Linked DNA regions of Capra hircus: region 2 is linked to region 1. Evidence: chromatin contacts called from public Hi-C data. All regions are on one chromosome and are shown on one strand. Each heading gives the region's core, a stretch centred on a gene start, on an enhancer-like site or on the middle of the called end of the contact. The rest is flanking DNA. Distances are from core to core; before and after follow the strand shown.

Region 1 (3,323 bases), core at 69-2,568:
CTGTGTTTACTGCCCCACTCGAACTTGCCAACACTCCCAGTATCAGAGCCCAGTTCTGACTTATGAAGAAAGATTCCCAGCCGTGTCTTGAATTCTTTGGCTCTGGAAGGCAAAGCATGAGCTCGTGAGGATTCTCCCCTTGCTCAGCCAGGGCAGAGAGATCCATGAAGTCCCAGAAGAGTACAGGTTTGTGCCACCCAAATTCCAAGCCTGAGGGTTTCTGGGAACCCACAGCTGTCCCCAGGGCTTACGCTTCACCTCTCTCATCAGTATCATGAGCCCAGAAACAATGAATGCAATATCTGAGCCGTGACTGGACTGTCTTTCAGTTTGGGGGTTTGCAGTATAGCAAACATAGGCTTTTTCCCCACTTAAGTCACACTTTTTGTGCCTGTTGATTTAGCAGAAGGCAATTCAGTACTCTCTAGGCTTGTCACAAATATTTTCGGAGCTGTGTGGAAGCTGATTTCTGCCTTCATCTTTACTTTTTCCTTCCCAGCCACCAGCTCCAGCAAAGATTGGAGTGGGTGTGTAGCACCCTGGGAAGTGGGGACATCCCTCACTGAGGGCCTGAAAAACAGTTCCCTGTATTTCCAGGATCAGAGGAGGCCATGCCCTTAGATCTATAACTTAGAATGAAAACCAAGTGCTTAAGAAACTGGGGAAGACTCAGTTTTGCCTGGCGATACCACCGCAGTCTTCCTGCAGTAGGTCACCTGAGTAGAACCACCACTTGTCAGAGGAATGATGGGGAATGGCAGTAAACAGTGGTCCCCCTGCCTCCCTTCGCTTTGCCTTCTCGGTTCCCGTCACCCGTCCTTCCCTGAGAATCTAACAGAGGCATCTGAGAACGTGGAACCAAGTTGACCTCTGCCTCTGAAGTCACTTTCATCCTGTTCTCCAGACCACACAGGTCTGCAAGCCCGCCGCTTCACTCCCTAAGGTTGGTGGGACTTGTTCTTCTTCCCCCAGGCATCTGGACAAGCTGCTCTTACCTCTCCAGGCAGGAGGTGGGGAAGGCGGCCAGGGTTCGACACATGGCTACGGATGCAGGGCAGCACGTCTTGGGGACGATGGTAGCAGGCTCCAGCGGGCACCGCAGAACGCGAAGACAGAAGAACGGCGGCCAGCGCCTGTCTGGGTTTACTATACGGGATTCGCGGAGCCAGCGGCTTTTATTCCCTTGTAGGGGGCGGAGAGGCTGCGCGCCGCCAACCAATCGGAGAGCGGTACTCAGCGCGGGCGAAGGAGCAGGCGGGGCCTGGAGTTCGACCGGGCGGCGCACCGGGCCCAGGATGCGCTCTCGCCGGGTGCAACCTTCGCCCCGCGGGGGTGCTCACGGGGCTGCCCCCTCCTCCGAGCGGCCGCCGGCGTAGGGAGGGAGAAGCTGCAGAGAAGTCACACGGAGATAAGACGCGCGCACCCAGTTTAGTAGGGGGGAAAAAAACAAACCGCCGGCCGCTAGTAAAAGCAGGAAACCAACTCAGCGATGCCAGGAGAATTTGCGTAGGGGTGGTGGATAGGGGAGGTACACCTGGTGTCGATCACAGCTCAAGCCTGAGCCTGTTCGACCCTAACGACCCGAGCACACGGTGCAAGCCCGACAGCACAGCCCCATGATTATACTGATAACTTCCACTTACTGTGTTCTTACCCAGATGGTCTTGGGTCAACCAAGTAAGCCCTTCGTCATCATCACCTCATTTTATAGATGAAGAAACATGAGTCAGAACGTTAAAAAGACTTGCCCAAGAACAGAGTTAGAAACAGCAGACAAAAAGTGCGGGTGGGGGTGGGGGGCGGGGGCGGGGAGGTGGGTGCTGGCTTTATTGAGCATCTACTATGTGCTTGTTACTAAGACTCAGGTTGAATAATTTGCTCAAAGTCACACAATGAGTATTCTGCCGGAATTCAAATATGAACTTACCATACTTTTTCTGCTGGTCCTCTTCAAATCCCAACACTTCAGTAACTAATGAGTGATCCTGCCTTTAAGCAGTTGTTAGCTAGTTCAGCATCTTCATCTCTGAGATACAGGTAATAAATACCCTGCCTCTCTCCCCAGTCTCCCCGTTTCCTGATACTTCCCTTTGGGATTGCTACTAAGAGGCTGCACGTGAGGGCTTCCCCGGTGGCTCAGTGTTGAAGCATCCACCTGCAGTGCAATGCAAAGCAGGCTGCACCTGAGTGTAAGATCTAGATTTTTCAGTTTCAAACCTGGGCTCCTGCATTTACTGATGGGAGACCTTAGGCAAGCTTCTTAACCATTCCATGCCTCTGTCTCTAGAATAAATCAATCATGCACTTATTTCATAAAGTTGTTGTGAGGACTAAATACATTTAATTCTTAGTTTGAATTCCCTAGGAAACAGGAAACTCGGTTCCTCTGAGGCAGAGACTCACTGGGGAGAGTTCTGGGAACTAAGAGGGTGGGAGGGAAACAGGGCCGGGCAGAGGGAGGAAGCAAATGCCGAAATGGGTCCCAGGGGGTGCTCTGGAGTGGGATGGCCCTTCTGAGCAGTCCCCCACTGAAGCAAGGGGACGGGCCTTTGCACCCCATGTCACCGGTTCGTTGGACTACCTCATTTAAAACCAGGCAATTCCCTCTGTCAAGGCAGCAACTGAGAGAGACAGCTGTGAGCCTGCAGCAGCCAGCACCCTGGGGAATGGGGATCTGGTCCCAGAAGGAAATCTGGGAGACGCAGCACCTGTGACCACACCCAGAAGGTGCTTGGGACAGCGTTCAACTCGTAGTCAGCACTTAGTCAGCCTTCACTCTCAGATTTACTTAGTAGGGATACAAGGGTTGCTAGACAAAAAGGATAAGGCTCAATAGCACGTTTTCTGTGACTCTGGGAGTTTAGGTGTTAATTTCACAAAGGGCATTTGAGAGTTGCTATTTCTCAATGAGGCCTGGAAGTAAAGGGTCGGAAAAGAGAGGACACAGGAGAAGAGATCTCCCCTGACAGAACCCATGAGAAGGCCCAGAAAAGCTGGTCAGGGAGGGAAAGGCGAAAAACCACAGAGGGGAAGAGGGGAGGAAGGCTGTGAAACAAGGCATGACCACAGGAAATGATGCCCAAATCAGAACCACGTGGGGGATCTTAGAGCAGTTTCCTTTTTGAAGGCAGCGCCTGCGGGAGCTGACCCAGGAAGTCAAAAGCTGATTCACTTTGAAGCCAGAGCTGAGCCCTCCCCAGCCCCCCAGCCCATTAGAGGCTTGGTTCCGGGAGTGCAGGCTTAGAGGCAGCAGTGCCATCTTAGGTGCCGGATCTGCCTGCACCCGGTCTTGCCCGCCTTAGCTCTTGTTCTGCCTCTCTCAC
Region 2 (3,375 bases), core at 790-3,289, 180 kb after region 1:
ACGTGATGTTTTTCATCCAAAGATTTTACAAGATAAAATCCTCCCACGGGACAGGCATCACTGCGTAGAGGAGAGGTCGTGCTTTGAAATTAAAGAGACTTCTTACCAGCTATTTAGCTATTTGTTATCGTTAACAAATAGCTAAATAAACCTCTCTCCCTGAAACTAAACTCTCATCTCTGAAGTTACTTCAGTGACTGTAATTATTTGTAATATTACTTCTGTCCATAGGCTTGTTGAAATATTCTCATTTTTCCCAATTTCTGCAAGTGCCATGCCTCACAGGAAGTGTTAAGAATTATTATTATCATAATAAGTATAACAAACACCTCTGTTTGTCTCATACACTAGTTAAAGAGTGTCTGCTTCAGCGGTGATTCATGGGTTTTCTTCTTAGAGAACAAAGTCAGGGAGTTACACAATTTCTTTATCTTTCTTGGTTGAGGGATTGTTTATGCTTAATGGTCTATCACATGACTTCAGACTTATTCAACTAAATAATAAGTGAAGAAACACCCGATACGCGGCACTAACAAATCCATTCCTCAGTCTGTCTCTTTCACCTCTGCTATAAACATGTAGATGAATGGGGCACAGAGTTAATCTTATTTCTCTGAACTAGGGATGATGCAAATAAAATACTCTGTCCCTGTGTGTCATTTGCTTTTCCCCCTTTTGATCAGTATGCTTTGCCATACTGTATCCATTTCTGTTTTTGTCTTTGTTTTCTGGATCGGCAGGTACAGAATGCAACTAGTCACACAGCTGTGACATGTTATTTTCTTAAAACAAGATCAGCTTAAGCCTCCCCCAAGTGCTGCTCTAACCCTGGATCTTCTCCGCCTGAGGACCCCAGGAGCCTAAAGAGCTTTGAACGGCTACTTTGCAGGATAGATGACTCCCCCCTTTTTAAAATTATTTTTAATTGGAGGATGATTACACAGTTGCGTTGGTTTCTGCCATACAACCGTGTGAATCAGCCATAAGTATACATATGTCCCCTCCCTCTTGAACCTCCCTTCCATCCCTCATCCCATCCCACCCTCTAGGTTGTCACAGAGCACTGGGCTGAGCTCCCTGTGTTATAGAGCAGCTTCCCAGCAGCTGTCTATTTCACACTAGGCAATGTATATGTTTCAACGCTACTCTCAGTTCGGCCCCGCTGGGTCCACAAGCTTGTTCTCCATGCCTGTGCAGAGGACACCCTTTAAGAAGAGTTTTCCTCCCTCTTCGTGGGTTGCCTGAGTATCCCTTTGGGAAAGATGAACTGTTTCCTTTTGCGTACCTGTGCTAAACAGCAATTCGATTTTTCTCTCAAAAGCATTCATCAAGGTCTGCCGTGTAACGGGCAAGGCCTGGGTGCTGGAGAGACAAGGGTGACTACCACTCTACCACCCAGAGCTGGGGACTCCCACTGTAGGAACCCACAGTTTGATGGAGGAAGCAGAAAGCCTGAAAGATAACTACCACACAGGGAGATAAGTGTGACTCGAAAGTGTGTGGCCAGGCTGTCAGCCTGAGGCCAGTGTTGCCCACCACTAGGAGTCAACTTTGTCTGATAAATCTAAGGGAGCAGTTGGCCTGGTTAGGAGCTGATTAGACCGAAGGGAAGGGATGGCTTGAAGGTGCTTGCGACAAAGGAATGATAGGAAGGAACAGTCCTGGGGTGCAGAATGGGGCATGGGAAAGAAAAAAATGTCTTCTCTCTGACCTTGGCTCCCTGCCTAAGCTCTATAGACTCATTTCTGAGCCTGTGGACAGAGAGCCTGCAGGCAGAGAGGGTAGCGTCGGTGAGGCGCTGGATACAAGTCATGTCACTTTGAGACAAGGGTGAAAAACTGGCCAAGAAGAAGGGGCTTTTCTGTGTCTTTAGGCACCAAGAGAGCAACTTTGGCTGAGAGCGCTGTGACAGTGGCTGAGGGGAGACACTGCCCCCCAGTGGCCTCATGGCAGGGGACACCAACAAGGAGCTGGAAGACTAACAGGAAAAGACGGGAGGGAACACCAGCGGTACCACCTGCCTCCCAGGAACACTGGGGGAGACGTGGAGGGAGGGCTGCCCACTCCGCAGGCGGGTGGAAGCACAGCCAGTGCAACGGGAGTTCTCACCACTAAGACAATAACCGTTACCAGCAGCGCTGATGCGTAGGTAAAACTGCAGGAAACAGAGGTTCAGTTCAGTTCAGTCGCTCAGTCGTGTCCGACTCTTTGCGACCCCATGGGCTGCAGTGCGCCAGGGTTCTCTGTTCATCACCAACTCTGGGAGCCTACTCAAACTCATGTCCATCGCGTTGGTGATGCCATCCAACCATCTCATCCTCTCTCATCCCCTTCTACATGCACAAAAGTTATGTGAACACCAAAAAAACCCCTTATTTTCTGGCCACAAGATTAAGCAGAGTGGTATGTGCACTAGTTAGTAATGGGTCTGATAGGCAGAGCTATAGGATGTCCAAGATAAGTAACAAGAGGAGATTCAGACACAACTTTGGGGGTGGGGGTGGAGACTGGGTGGTGGTGAGCAGGAGTTCAGCCAGACACGGAGCGGGCTGCTGCAAAGCTCTGGATGCAGGAGCTTCCGGGAAGATGCTGCCAAAGAAGATGGCCCCGAGGCTGCGCACATCCTGGAAGTCAGACGACCAGACAGGAATACTCAACCAAATTTAAAACAGGACTTCTCTCCTGAACTAAACAAAATGAAATTCTATCCACAAGTGCATGGTTCAGTGGAAAAAAGAAACAAAAACTTCAAACAGCCCTAAAAGGCATGTTGAAAAATAAGTCCCTCCCTTCCTCAATCCCTATTGCCAGGAGAAATGACTGATAGCTACTGTCATATACTAGTATAAAACAACTAGCGAGTTGTTAAATTTCTTAAATATTTCCTTTCAGGTTGATAAGTAGCTACTGCTTCAAGCCCATAAAGTGCTGCCTGCCCAGAATTTCAACCAATCATTAATGGGTTAAAGCTTAGATTCCAGGGGGTCTCCAGCATCCTTCCAGCTTGAAGGCCAGCAGCCATCCTGTTTGTCAATGCCGAGCCACATAAATATTCTGAACATCACTGTTATCCTTCCAGATAACCTATTCGCGTATATAGGCATATCCCTGCACACATCTTTACTTCTTTTAATACAGATGGAAGAACTGAACACTGCTCTGCGTTTTGCGTGGTTTTTTACCTGCTTGGCCCACCTTTACAAATGTAGACTGTAGGTATGTCTTTCAGAGCTAACATAATCTAGTTATAACAAGCCAAACTGACCTGAGAAATGGGCACAGGAATAAAGAGTGAGATTCTGGAATAACTTATGGGAGCTTTCCAGTAGACCCAGAAGAACTTGGCCGATGGATTCAGTGGAAATACCACTGAAA

What was found. A called contact is a pair of places that touch in the nucleus more often than the background predicts.
Region 2: a contact with region 1 is called in a Hi-C map of blood, with 5 times the contacts expected there. The contact joins the enhancer-like site here to the promoter of RGS16 in region 1. A contact is called at or near these places in 2 of 5 Hi-C or Micro-C datasets (blood and liver).

Annotation. Positions count from the first base shown.
Region 1 is chr16:62,279,978-62,283,300 of ARS1.2, forward strand. It overlaps RGS16 (regulator of G-protein signaling 16), which reads right to left and starts at 1,319. Exons shown (of 5, transcript XM_005690948.3): 1 at 996-1,319; 2 at 1-102. The coding sequence starts at 1,039.
Region 2 is chr16:62,457,497-62,460,871 of ARS1.2, forward strand. No RefSeq gene overlaps it. Among named protein-coding and RNA genes, the nearest start is that of NPL, 13 kb to the right of the region's middle. Within about 2 kb of position 2,040, at least 1 of the 5 cell types and tissues checked has an H3K27ac peak or open chromatin away from gene starts, as enhancers often do.